Linked DNA regions of Zea mays: region 1 is linked to region 2. Evidence: chromatin contacts called from public Hi-C data. All regions are on one chromosome and are shown on one strand. Each heading gives the region's core, a stretch centred on a gene start, on an enhancer-like site or on the middle of the called end of the contact. The rest is flanking DNA. Distances are from core to core; before and after follow the strand shown. Region 1 holds the start of LOC542062 (barley mlo defense gene homolog 4). Region 2 overlaps LOC103654570 (DEAD/DEAH box RNA helicase family protein).

Region 1 (6,841 bases), core at 1,089-3,588, 610 kb before region 2:
GTTTCCTCAACACAGCCACCATACTGGATCTCATGGGAAACTATTTCTAGACCAGTATACTTGAATGCTTCGTTATTCGAATCAAGAAATCTACTCTATCAAAGGTAGTTTTCTTGATGCTTAATTGATCACATGAAAAGTGGATACTCTGTAGAGTAAATTCTGCTTTACCTGATACCAATAGTCCCATTGTAATCATCTTCCATGCTCCGTACCATGTATTTATGGAAGTCATATGAATGTGGTAGCTTGTGATACTATCAAGAAAATCACATGAACAAAATGGCATATTAGAATAATCTTGGCAGGGGGAGCAGGTGGGGCGAGGATGCTAAAACATTAGAAAAAAAAATTAGAGTACTCACTGTGACAAAGCCCAACCTCAGTGCCAAATAGTCTGACCTTATTATGGAGCCCTTGAATTGACGCAAAAAGCAAAGCTGCAATGCAATTAAAGAAACTTTAAATCCAAGTGATTATGGATGTATACTACTTATTTGAGGCTTCAGATACATGAATCTTTTGACTTTATGGTCGGTGACAGTCTTAGATGTTCTTTCATCAGTAAACTTGAGGTTGAATTCGAAATGACTGGATGAGCTAGAAAAATAAGGCATTTTTATGTCTTTACACGGTGATAAACTAATCAGATAACAAAGGATGATACAGTCAGTATCTGTTCCACAGAAAGATCAAGAAACAGAAAAGGAATCTTACCATCCAAATAAGTATTTTATTTTTGCTCCATGGATGAGAAGCATTGTTAAAAACAAAGGTTGACTGCCTTCTCATCACCTTGGTTCTCCTAGCTGAGAGAGACAAAGATCAGTGAGGTAGTACACATCAACAGGGTTGCATAAAACATGGCCAAACAAAGCATCCACTTCCAGCAGATGACCGAATGACCCTCCCTACCTTTCAATTCCTCAGCAGCAATTGGACCTGCTAAGGTTTCCCACTTCCTCCAGCTATAGATCTGCACCAATAGCAGAAAGATATATACCATAATAAACTCAGAAGAAAATAAGAGGGAAAAATGTCAGAGCCGCAATCAGGCAGTGAGCACGAACCTTGATCATGGACAGAACCACTGTTACAAAACTGTACAACACATGAGTGATACCAAGGATGAAGAGAAACCGGTGCAGCTGCTCAAGGCCCTCGTACGAAACAAAAGGTTCATGGCCCTGCAAGTGACAGATTAGGTTCCAACCCAAGCGATGAGTGAACAGTGTGCTCCGCTCCCAGTTCCATTGACCTCAATAGGCTGGGAGCAGGACATCTGGGTTACCAATACCTCGCCACAGACGTGCAGCCGTTGGCCACCGAACATGTTCTTGTCGAGCGCCGTCTGGTTGGCGTCCGTGTTGCGCAGCAGGTCCTGGTAGTCGCTCTCGGAGCAGATGTAGAAGCGGCTGGTGAAGAGCGAGGACGGCACGCAGATCTCCGATATGAAGCGCGCCGTCTGGCTGAGCAGCAGCGAGATGACTCCGAGCAGCATCAGCTCTGCGTGCAGACATGGCTTCTATTGGTGAGAGGCTAACAGTCGAACAGCTTGCGAGAGGCGGCAGTGGCAGCAGAAACATTCACGGTTGAGCTTGAGCAGGTAGGAAGAAGTGAGTGTGACGAGGTCGCCACAGGGTATCTAGATCCTTGGAGACAATGTAGTACCCTGTCTAAAGCTAGCAGCATTGCAAGGCAATGAATAGTACTACCAAACTACCAACCCGTCCATGAATATTCAGTTGCAGCAAGCAAACAAACAAATCAACATCGGCCAGTTAGAAAGGCTGCTGAGTGCTGAGCTCCTCAAATTGTGGAATGATACATGGTAGTCACATGTACAGTAGTGCACCGCTATCTAGTTCAGCAATTCAGCAGGCAGCACAAGAGCGCGTTCAGATTAGGGCGATAAAAAGCAGGTGAGGACGAAGGAAAGGGCGAGACGGCGAGGCCGCGAGGGAGGGAGGGGAAGTGGGAACGTACCTTCGCGGATCTTCTCGAGCGCGGCGAGCATGGCCTTCCGCTTGGTCTTGCGCAGCCACTGCGGTGCGGAGCGAACAACAGCCGGCGGGGGTCAGCTAAGCGAACAGCAGCAAAGCAGTAGTGAGGCGAGAAGAATGCCCCGTGCGGGCGGGACTCTGTCACCTTGGCGAAGCGCGAGAGGGAGCGCTCGACGAGGAAGCAGGCAGCGACCATGAGCGTGGTGACGGTTGCCACGGACCAGGTGGGCGTCTCCGCCAGCGACCGCCCCTGCTCCGCCGCCATCCCGCCCCGCTCAGCTCACCGCCGGATCACTCGGCTCCCGCCACCTTCAGTTCCAGCTGCCCTGATATCTGGATTTACGCGATGGTATTATTGGGATTTGGAAGCGGCGAGGAAGTGGTGAGGTCGGAGTAATTAATGCGGATCGAGGCGGAGGGGAGGTGGGTGGCATGCGGATGCGGTTGGGTCGGCGCGGGATCCATCGGCATCAGAGCAGCAACGGCAGGCACCGCGCGAGAGGAGAGCATTCAAGTGGCAACAGCATCAGAAATTCGGGAAGGTCGGAGGAGGGGGAGTTTGGTCAGCTAGCAGCCTTGCAGAGCCTGCAGAGGCAGCAGCGGCCAGCGGCACATGGGGGCATGGGGCGGCACGAGCACGAGCGCCGAGGCCGTAGCCCATAAGCGGTCCGCAGCGCAAGCCCCACGTGCTCTCGTTTCTTCTCGCCGTGCCAAAACCCAAAACATAGAGATAAAACCTTGTACGGACGAGGACACATTTTTTAAGACACAACTAGTTAGTAATCTGCGCGCTACAACGGTATATAAAATATTCAACAAAATGTTAGTGTTCTTATGTTTATTTGTTTTATGTTCATTGGTATATCCAAAAAAACATGAATAGAAGTGCGTAAAAGAAGAAGTGAAATAGAGAGGAATGCAAGTGTATCGTACAAACAACATATAGTGCGTACATCCAATATACAATAGTAGCTAGCAAGTTTACACAAGTAGAATACAATAGAACTAAACATATTAGCATGCACTTGCTGACGGGGGATATAAATATAGTCTTCCCGGTGGATATAAACACAGTTTTTCCGGTTTCCATTCCCCTGCCGCCATGGAGTCGGAGAATGCATAGTTGTCCGCAGGCAGTGCTACTGCTGCACCTAGGCGTGCTCGCGCCGCCGCTAGCAAAGCGGTCGAGTTACAATACCCAGTCGGCCAAGAGTTACTTGGATCGTGTCTAACACATCATTTATATGATCGTCCAAAACACTGATTTACACTATAGACTACATTATTCGCAAAATAAAGTTTAAATATGAGTACGAGAATAGATTCGGAAAGTGAAAGTTAAATATGAGCATGAGAATAGGTAAGCTGCTAGAGATAGTCTTATGTGTTGCTTTCATGGTTACAATACCCTAGTCGTGCAAGAGTGGGCAGCATCCACAAACAGTTTTGCACTGAACAAAAAAAAGATTTTGAGTTCATTCGACACAGTTGTCAACTGAACTGATTCAGCAGTTCAGTTTTCGAAAAAAACAAAATTAATTGCAAGAGATTAAAATTCCAATTCCAAAAGTCTGATTACCTTGTGCCAGTGCTCAGCCCAACGGTGCCTTCACTCATTAGGCGCCTACCAATTTTGCCAAGGTCCCCTACAACAACAAAATGCTCGGTGGTGGCAGCCTCACCAGCCTTCTCATCTGGCTTCTCGTATGGCAACATGTGGAATGCCCGACGTTCAGAGATGCATGTCTTCCAGACCATCCCCTAAAACATCGTCAGTAACAGGGAGATGAACCCCAGAAGCATCAACTTTGCATCACACTAAATAAAGAGCTAAAGTTTGTGTCATAAATATTTTTTATCTCATAGGTAAAAAAGAGATACGAAGATTCCAACCCTTATTCTATGCTCTAACTTACCTAGGTATTTCAACCTGCAATACCAAACCAGCAAACAACAAGCACGTCAAGGATAGCTTATATACATATAAAACATGACTAATCCTTCCAATTCTTTTCTTCCTAGGTTCCTTCCAACTAATCGTTGTGCAAGCTCCCTAAACAACACAATCTAGTTTGGCAAGAAAATTTAAAGGTTTTGCAACAAACATGAGAAATTTACTAAAAATAACTCTCTGAGAAGCAAATTCAGCATGGGCATGGAGGTTCAGTCTATTTATTTGGCAAAAACAGAGCATGCCACAACAAAACTATTCAAACATAGGCGGATGCCCCCACGCCTTGGGTAGTCTAATTTGGGTCTGTATCCTGCAACTATCCCCGGATTAATATAGTCGCCAATGACCAATGTCATGTGTGAGATTTTCAGCTGAAATGTAGTAATCATCGGCAATCAAACCAGTGAACTCGTAGATGTTATTGAATATTGCACCCACGTTTCTCGAGTCTCTAGCATAGTATACATAATTCTTTCTACTTAAGACACATATCTTTGCATGCTCAACAAGTTGTCCCACATCTTTTTTTTACATTCCACTGCCTAGAATTTAGAGAACGAACAAGGGATGCCAAATTATATAGGGAATACCATAAATCACAATATAGTAAGTAAAAAACAGGTATCATAGAACTAACGCTATGTAATATTTCACCACAGTCATACCTGTTAGCATCACAACAAAATCAGTCAGGATCAGCATATGGACATAGTATTACTATAACCATGTATCACATATTCAGATTCTTCTAAAAACAAAAAAACAAACTTCAGATATGCTTTACCAATTTAAATCAGAACCTCTTACCTGATTCTTCTAAGAAAATGAAACACCAAGCTATCTAGATGTCCATCACAATTGCAACAAATAGTATTGAAATTTCTCCAAAGTTGTGTACATAGTGGAGTTACAAAGTGGGACTTGCAACCCTCATCTCTGTGAATATTGAACAGAAAAAGGTACTAACCCAAAAGAAGCCCAAAATGAAATATTAGACTCAGATTCCCCATAAAACAAAATTGGGCAAAGAACAACAAGGCCTCATGTGCAATTTTTGTGTAAATAATTTTAATTTTTTTACAATGATGATGCAATCCATTACCTATTTGCCCCCTTCAGATTTTCAAGGTCTTCTATAAACCGAGCAGTGCAACGGACTCCATTACCACACATATGATGAAAAAAGAGAAATGATTTATCAAAATTTAGTGTATGAGAACAATTCATATTAACAAGTTGTGTTAAACATTTTCTGGTTGTCCATATCTTGGAGATAAAGAATCTACCGAAAAAACAAAGGAGACAATTATATTTACTTTCCTTCACTCTACTTGATAGTTAGCAGTGCAAAAAAAGGAATATATATCTGATCATATAATAAGCATTTGTTTAGGATTGGAAGCACCATGACAGTTCAATTGGGTTTGGTCGTATCACAAAAATAAACCATTCCAAACATAGAATAAAATAAACAATATTGGCATACGATGCAACTTGAATGACCAATCAAAAATAGAAGATCCGAGTTAGAAAAGAGAGTGACGAGAGTACGTATACCTAGAGGAACAACTGCCGAGGATATATATGGAGAAAAACACATTTTTATCATATATAATCAAACTTACAATTGTATCAGAATACTGCAAGAGGTTGAATAGTGCAAGCACAGTCTCCATTACCTTAGGCGCATTTAGGTCATCATAATCACTAAATATGTTCTAGAAAGATCTGGAACGTCACTTCCTGTTGGCATTTCCACAAGCAGTTCGTGAGCATAGGACATATGAAGCAAGTGGAAGAACATCGTAGAAGCAGATGAAGCCACAGAACACTCGATGTGTGGAGCCCATTGGGGCGTGGCATCGCAGGCCTCAGCGATGGCGGGCGCGCCGAGAAGCAGGATGTCGCCGCCGTGGGAGCCGAAGCCACCAGCGAGGGGGGACAGGAGGCACGTGGGAGCCCGTGCCGAACAAGGCCAGCACGTCGCAGAGCGAGCGGCCTTGCATTTGCACAAATTAAACCGAAGATACGATTTGACATCCCACTAACACATAAGCATGGGCATCCCCACTGTGCAAAGCACCAAGCACAGGGCACATGATCATCACAAGCAATTAACCAGTAGGTCGAGCAATTCTATAACAAAAGAAACCAGACTTGCACACGTACTACCGCATCTTGGGCTTCCCTTCACGGATCTATAGGTCGTTGTAGATGGCCTTGTCCTAGTACAACGGGTCGGCGGAGGCCGGCGGTCAGCAAACCCGGAAGTTCACGAATGCATCGTTGTAGGCCTGGCGGTGGAGGTGCTCTGGCTCCAGTATGACATCGTCGCAATCAAAGATGAGGGCCTCGAGGGACGCCGATGAAGAGACCATGGTGAGTTGGGGCGCGCGACGGAGGTGCGTGATGGGGACGATTGAGGGTGATTGGTTGCGCGTGGGAGTCGACAGAGGGACAAAGCGGTAGTTGGCAGAGCTGGGCTGAGGCCGATGGAGCTCCGCACTATGATGGCTGGAGGAGGGAGGGAGGGAGGAAAACACCAGAATTATATGGGGCTGGGGGTGAGAGGTTGCGAGCGAGGCGGGCGTTGAGAGTAAGGTGGGTGGGCCTACGCGAAGCACGGGAGTCGGTGACAGTTGCGGGCTATGCAACGGCTATGGGATGGTGATGGCGGTTACGGGCGATGCGGGTTGTGCAATGCGCGGGATGGCGACGGTTGTTGGAGGAGCTAGAGAGCTCGTAGCGTGTGGGAGGCGGTGGGTCGCGAAGAGGGGACTGCGGGTTAAGAGAGAAAAATTATAAGGGTCTTTACGTAAAAGTATGACGTAGGACGACCGTTGAAACTGGTGCTTTAATATAGTACTAGGTATATGCCCGTGCG
Region 2 (7,286 bases), core at 2,190-4,689:
AAACAGAAGTAGATTTGAAACTCCAGGCTTGTAGTTGTGAAATTACCGAATAGAAATGATATACATTGAACAAATGAGTTGCCATAAGAAGGGAGATGGTTTTACATAAATTAAGGGAAAATAATATTACTGTTAGAAGCTTATAGTGCTAAAATGTCAGCATCATAAACTAAACAAATTTACAAAGGAAGAATATGACGAGTATTGGTACCTTCATGTTCCAGACCCTCCTCCACAGCAGAAACATTAGCAGGTTCTTGCAAAGGGATTTCACACTGAATAAGAGTTCAGAAACAATGGTACCAAGCATGATTTGTTTTCATTTTTAAATTATACAGAATAAACAACAAAAAATTCACACAGATTTTCAATGAATCTACCTTTGTCCTGAAAAGAGATGGGTCTTGAAGTTGCTTCATAGCATCAGTTAGCATATCTGTTGTCCGAAATGAATGTGGAACTTTGTGAACGACACTTGGATAAAGCTGAAATCTAGGAAATGCCACAAGGGACGGCCTCCAAACTTCTTCTTTGCACACACTAAAGTACCTAGTAATCATTTGACCGTCTGCCTCCGACATCTTCCATGGAATTGGCGAGGCTTCTTTTGCGGCAACCCTCATTTTCTTTGCGTGAGGAATATACTTGTCTATTGTCAACTTAACATACTTAACTTCTGGTTTATAGACATGTGGAACCTGTTGATGTGGATAGTTAAATTAGTATTTCAGAATAAACAATTTTACGGAAAAAATACATTATACAAAATTACCATCCTAGGACTAGCATGGTATTCAAATCTCTCACTGTTATGCAATAGCTTCCTCATGGTTCGACAATCTCCTTGTTTCTTTCTGTACCCCTGCAATTCCTGACCTTCATAAGCCAAAACCAGTATGAGCAGTTAAGGTAGCAAATGCCAAAGAAGAAAACTTGTATAGAAATGTAACTTTTGAACTTGAGAACGTGCTATTCTCATCATCACAAAAGGATATCAACTCGACCTTCATTCTTTCTCCCGGTTCTTCCCATCCGTTGAATCATCCTTAATGGTGAGACATTGGCATCGAAACAGATCACGAGATCAACCTCAATAATATCAAGTCCTTCCTCGCCAATTGATGTTGCCACCAAAACATTATATACCCCAGATCGGAATTTCTGTAAATGAACTAGATGATTAGAAATGCCATAAGTAGTGCCAAATCAAGAACTGATAGGAGTTATTATCTGATACCTTCAAAATAGCTTGTTGAGTTTTTTGGCTTTGCCCCTTCAGTTGGTTACCTGTCAAAGACCGAAGCTTGAACTAGTAATGTGAAACAATTATCTGGATTCATGATTCATCTACTGCATTTTTATATGCCCCACATCTTGTAAAAACTTCTTCTGTAGATGTACCTAGACAAAAGAGGTAAGGGGCTATTCACTAGGTTCAACCATTGTGTTTTGATCGTCATCTAGGTGGCCAGGCGTACCCCAGATGCCACAGGATGCCACAAGTGTTAGTTACACCATATCACCTAGGTGTACCCCCAGCACCACAGGACAGCACATCACCTCAAAAACCATGGGATCAACTGAACACAATCCCTCACTCATGCCACATGTTCTTTTCCCTAGTATATCCTAAATAATCAGTATAATGTAGTACTAATTTCAATGATCGATCACAAATACATGTCATTTTGGACATACATGGAATCAATATCTTCAATTTTTAACTATTGATAGCTTTTAAAGTATTTTATTCGGAACATTATAATTCCATGTATAGATTTGTTCTGAAAGGTAATTCCATGATATTATGGTTCTATGGCTTTTACATATGTATGTATAGAAAGGCCATTGTCAAAGTTACATTTTGGAGACTGTCGACAGAACGTCAGAACGACATGGTTTTATAACGAGAGTAACTGAAACAATAGCTAATCAGAACTAACAAAAATATATCTGCATGACCTACTTCTGCAAATATTTAATACTCCAACAAGATCCTCCATACCTGCTGAGCTTTGACCAATGAATTCAACAGGTCTGACAAGTTTATCATCAATATCCTGTAGTGAGCAATATATTTCACTGCATTGCAAAGCATTCAGCAAAACATTCAACATTTATGATGAACTGACAAACAGAGGACAATTAAAGTGTTTTCAAAGCAAGCATGTCAACAATAAGTTTATATGTTATATAAAGGATCGTGAACAAAATTTAACAAAACAAATGTGGATACTTAATCTGTAGATTACAAGAATTTGTCAAGACAAAAGTGATTTAAGGACAGCTATGGCCAAACTTGACAAATGAAACAAAAATACAAAACATTTTTTTCCAATCATCAAATAGTTCAGAGTTCAGCAGATAAGTGCCAGAACAGGAACAGAAATGTATGAAAAATATACTTAGTAGAAATAAAGACCAAGTTGCCAGGTTTGATTCTTACTTGACACTTTCTCGGTAATGGGAAAATATAATAATCCTTGAGTCCTTCAAATTGGAATCAGTATCTATGCCATTAAACATAACGTGTAAACATAATGCGTTCAACGACAAAGAACATGTAAACATAACAAGCTATCATATGTGGATAATTCTAGTTGATGTTAAGCAGCACTTGGAACTCCATGACGGCATGAATTAAAACATAAGTCCTTCATAAGGGAACATGCATAAATTAATGGGGTACAGTGCAGCGGTCACTGAAACAGATGAAATAATTCCATATTACCAGAATACTACTATTACTAGCATCATGTGTGCTGATAAATTGCAAACTGTAAATAATCAAACCCAACAGACATAATACTACTTTGCTACAGACCAGTATACCATCATTACAGCCTCTATTTTGAAAGGTGGTCCTACTCACCAGCTCACTTGGCACCTAAGTGCCTTGTCTAGGCACTTTCCCATCTAGACTAGTTTAGGGCATTGATCATTGTATGGAAGCGGAACAAATCGGAGATGGGGAAGATGAAATATGGGTGCATGATGAATTATGATGTCAAATTTCCTTTTTTTTGCATGACAGTATTCTAGCTGACTGGAAAAAGGTACAGATGTCAACCTAGGCAGAGCAAGATCAGTTGTACTGTAAGAAAGGGGTTCAATTAGCTGACTGGAAAAAAGTAGAAATGTCCACACCAAGTGTTAATGTAATATAAGTTAAGTGTCCGTGTGCAAGTAGTGTTCTTATGTTCTTATACTCTTATCTTTATTGCAATTATGTGCAGCTCTCTTGCTGTCTGCATATCTGATGATGAAATAAATCTTGAGCATCTTTGTGTATGACAGCAGTCCTTTGGCAGCCAAGGACAGCAGCCTTGCTGCAGTTTTGACTGCACAAGGACAGCATCTGCTATCTTGACTGCACCTTTAGCATCTAAGGACAGCATCTGCAGTTAGGACATATCCTTTAGCATCTAGGGTCAGCATTCCTACTTAGGACAGCACCTTTAACATCTTTGCAGTCCAATCTTTGACGGACAGCACCTCTGTAGTTCAGCCCCTTGCGCTATAAATATATATCACAACCCTTAGATGGGTATGGCATTGTGTAGTGTGTTAGAAATAAACAAATAAATTGCTCCAACTCGTAGTGTCATCCTCTGGATGAGAGTAAGAGTCCTGTTGCTTACAATTGATATCGAAGCCAAACTATCATGCAGCCTAAACATCTCTTGCGCATCTCCTTCCCGCGCATCTCCCCATACTCAGTCAGCAGCAAGAACATCGACTGTTTCTACTCAACCCTCCTCTCGTGCTCAGACGAGCAGCCTTTGTCCGAGACAGCCTCTTCCCCACACAACAACCCCACGCTAGCACACCATGACCGAAGAAAAGCCCCAGCTCGGTCACTTCAAGTGTGCGGCGCCAGCAGGAGGCCGAGGTCACTGCGGCATAGGAACGCGAGCGAGCAGCTGCAGCGACAGCGGCGAGGGCATCACGGATAGTTGCAGCGGGACTGGCAGCAGCGAGGGCGAAAGTAGAAGCAGCGGAGGCGACGGATGCTACACGTGCGGCGGCAGCAGAGCTCGAGGCTCTGTGTGGCAGTAGCACTGGTAGCTCTGCTTCTGTCGACAGCAACACCAACGACGAGCTAAGGCTGGCGAGAGAGGCAGCGCGAGAGCAGACAGCACAGTGGGCAGTCGTGCATCCCCATGGGGGCACGAGCGGCGGTAGCCCAAATAGGCGCAGACGCGCCGACGGCGCACCGGGCGAGAGTGCACGCGGTGGCAACCCAAACGGACGTGAACGCGCGGCAGTGCTCTCGGTGGCGGCGGTCGGGTCAACGGATATCGTGGCCTCTACAGGCGGTGCGGCTCTTCCTCCCCGGATCAATACCATGGCCACCGCAAGGTCCATGCAATTGTCAAGGACATCAGTCCCGGTGGTGGGTGGCCTACCCTCACCAAGACCAACTACGTCGAGTGGGCCGCGGTGATGAAGGTACGGTTCCAAGTTCGCCACATGTGAGAAGTAATTCAGTACGGCGACGCCGATTACTATGAGGATCGATGGGCGTTGGATGCCCTCATTGCTGCAGTCCCTCCCGAGATGCAGTTTTCGCTTTCCCAGAAACGGACTGCTAAGGAGGCCTAGGACACCATCGCTGTGACCCGCATCAGCGGCGACCGTGCCCGCAAGACCACACTGCATGCACTTCGCAAGGAGGGGGGAACCTGGCCTTCAAGCCAGGTGAGGATGTTGATGACTTTGCTCTCCGCTTCCACACTATGTTGCAGAAGATGGTGCAATTTGGCGACGACACCTACGATGAGAGAGCCATCGAGAAGCTTTTCTGTTGCATCCTTGATAAGTACAAGCAAATCGCTCGCTCGATCGAGTCTCTGCTAGACCTCTCCACAATGACGATCGAAGAGATGATGGGTCATCTTAAGGTCGTCGACGACGACGAACCACAGGCTCTCTCTGGGCCTATCACCATCGGCAGGAAGCTACATGTCACTCGGGAGCATTGGGAGGCCTGCCAGGGTGACAAGAAGAAAAGGATGTCCTCTTCCTCGATAGGTGGCCGTAAACGTGGCAAGCCGCACAGAGGCGCGCGGAGCGGGACACGAGGACGTGCTGATGGCGGTGCCCACGAAGGCGCACAGGGCGGCCCGCCGGCAACCAAAAACCGCCACGAGACAACACCTGCCACAATTGTGGCAAGCTCGGCCATTGGGCTAGGAATTGTCGATAGCCACGACGCGGCCAGGCCCACATCGCACAGGCGGAGGAGGCTCTACTCCTAGCACACGCAAGCATCGAGCTACCTCCAACAGCACCGGCCAGGACGGCTCTCCTCCAACTTGATGAGTCAAAAGCACACGCTTTCCTCAGCAATGGCTCCAACAAGGACATGATCGAAGGATGGTGCCTCGACACTGGCGCCACTCATCACATGACCGGTCGACGGGAGTTCACCGAGCTTGATTCTAGTGTCTAAGGCTCCATCAAGTTTGGGGACGCCTCCGGCGTAGAGATCAAGGGCGCCGGCACAGGCTGCTCACCGGCTGTGAACGCCATCAGGCGTGCAAGTCATTGTGGAGACAGAGTACAGTCGCAAGTTGCACGTGTTGCGCACCGACAACAACGACGGCGAGTTCACAGTGGTTGAGTTCGCGTCGTACTGCGCGGATGAGGGTGTTCTGCGCCACTACTCGCTCTGTTTAACCCGCAGCAGAACGACGCCGTCGAGCGACGCAACCAGCGAGTTGTGGGGATGGCTCGGGCTCTCCTCGAGAAGAGGGGAATGTCGGCTGTCTTCTGTGACAGCGGTCTACATCCTCAACCGCTCGTCCACCAAGGTGCTCAAGGGAATGACGACGTACGAGGTTTGCCATGGGCGCAAGTCGACGGTCTCTCACCTACGGGTCTTCGGTTGTCTGCGTTCACCAAAGGCTTGGCCACATCGGCTAGCTCGACGACAGGAGCACCCCGGGGGTGTTGATTGGCACGTGGAGGGCTCAAAGGTCAATTGCATCCTTGACCCAGGAACATAGCGTGTGCGCACGGTGCGCGACGTAGTGTTCGACAAAGGACGAGGATGGGCAAGGGACAAGGCGGTGGACGACGACTCGACTCCGACGTATGACAACTTCACCGTCGAGTACGTCCACTTCGAGGGAGCTGAGTGAGTAGGCAACTCTTCTTCACCGAGCAGGTCTACCCCAGCCCCCAAGTCTCCACCAATTCAAGTGACATGCTCTCCAACCACGACACCGACTACGACGAACTCTTCGCCACCACGCACTCCAGCACCAATGATAAGACCTCTGGGCTTGTCCACTCCGACACCAACTCGTGTCGAGCAAGATCTGGTGGAGCTCGTTACCCCAGTCTCCCACGACGAGGAGCGTCGACACGTGCCATGACATGACAGCGAGTTGTTGCGGTATCGTAGAGTGGAGGGCCTTCTCATTGACCCGTCAGCGTCGGGCTTAGCGCCTCGCAATCTAGTGACAGATTTGCATCTTGCGTGCGACGACGGCGAGCCTCGATCTTTCACGGAGGCTGATAAACATGTGGCATGGCGTGCCGCGATGAAGTCGAAGATGGATGCGGTTGAGACAAACCGCACCTAGGAGCTCGCTGACCTCCCTCGTCCACGCGATCACCCTTAAGTGCGTGTTCAAACTAAAGAGGGATGAAGTCGGCGCCATCGTCAAGCACAAGGTTCGCTTGGTGGCAAGCGGCTTCCTGTAGCAGGAGGGAATCGACTTCGACGATGCCTTCGCCCCGTGGCACAGATGGAATCCGTGCGACTCCTCGCACTGGCAGACCAGGAGGGATGGCGTGTTCATCACATGGATGTCAAGTCATCATTTCTTAACGGCGACTTCAAGGACGTACACCAGCCGCCACGATTTGCGATACCTGGCAAGGAGGGCAAAGTGTTGCGCCTACGCAAGGCCCTCTATGGCTTGCGACAGGCACCGAGGGCGTGGAATGCCATGTTGTATTTCACGCTCAAGGGGATGGGCTTCATGCCAAGCCCACACGAGGCGGCCATATATCGGCGAGGCAATGGAGGAAATTCCCTGCTAGTGAGTGTCTACGTCGACGACTTGGTGATCACCAGCGCCAAAGATGCAGAGGTGGCAGCGTTCAAGAAAGAGATAAAGACCACCTTCCAGATGAGTGACCTAGAGCACCTCTCCTACCTGGGGATTGAGGTGCACCAGGGCGACTCCGGGGTCACACTTTGCCAAACTGCCTACGCTAAGCGTATTGTTGAGCTTACTGGGCTCACCGACTGCAACCCAGCTCTCACTCCA

The links. A called contact is a pair of places that touch in the nucleus more often than the background predicts.
Region 1: a contact with region 2 is called in a Hi-C map of tassel, with 3 times the contacts expected there. The contact joins the promoter of LOC542062 here to the enhancer-like site in region 2. A contact is called at or near these places in 2 of 25 Hi-C or Micro-C datasets (ear and tassel).

What each region holds. Positions count from the first base shown.
Region 1 is chr4:213,583,691-213,590,531 of Zm-B73-REFERENCE-NAM-5.0, reverse strand. It overlaps LOC542062 (barley mlo defense gene homolog 4), which reads right to left and starts at 2,338. Exons shown (of 15, transcript NM_001111699.1): 1 at 2,149-2,338; 2 at 1,987-2,044; 3 at 1,298-1,506; 4 at 1,071-1,187; 5 at 916-976; 6 at 718-809; 7 at 366-440; 8 at 172-257. The coding sequence starts at 2,268.
Region 2 is chr4:212,973,369-212,980,654 of Zm-B73-REFERENCE-NAM-5.0, reverse strand. It overlaps LOC103654570 (DEAD/DEAH box RNA helicase family protein), which reads right to left. Exons shown (of 22, transcript XM_008681414.2): 12 at 2,447-2,510; 13 at 2,006-2,082; 14 at 1,238-1,287; 15 at 996-1,161; 16 at 773-894; 17 at 381-698; 18 at 212-275. Among protein-coding and RNA genes, the nearest start is that of LOC103654570, 22 kb to the right of the region's middle. Within about 2 kb of position 3,439, at least 2 of the 20 cell types and tissues checked have an H3K27ac peak or open chromatin away from gene starts, as enhancers often do. A contact at or near this core is called in ear and tassel, where this site is marked.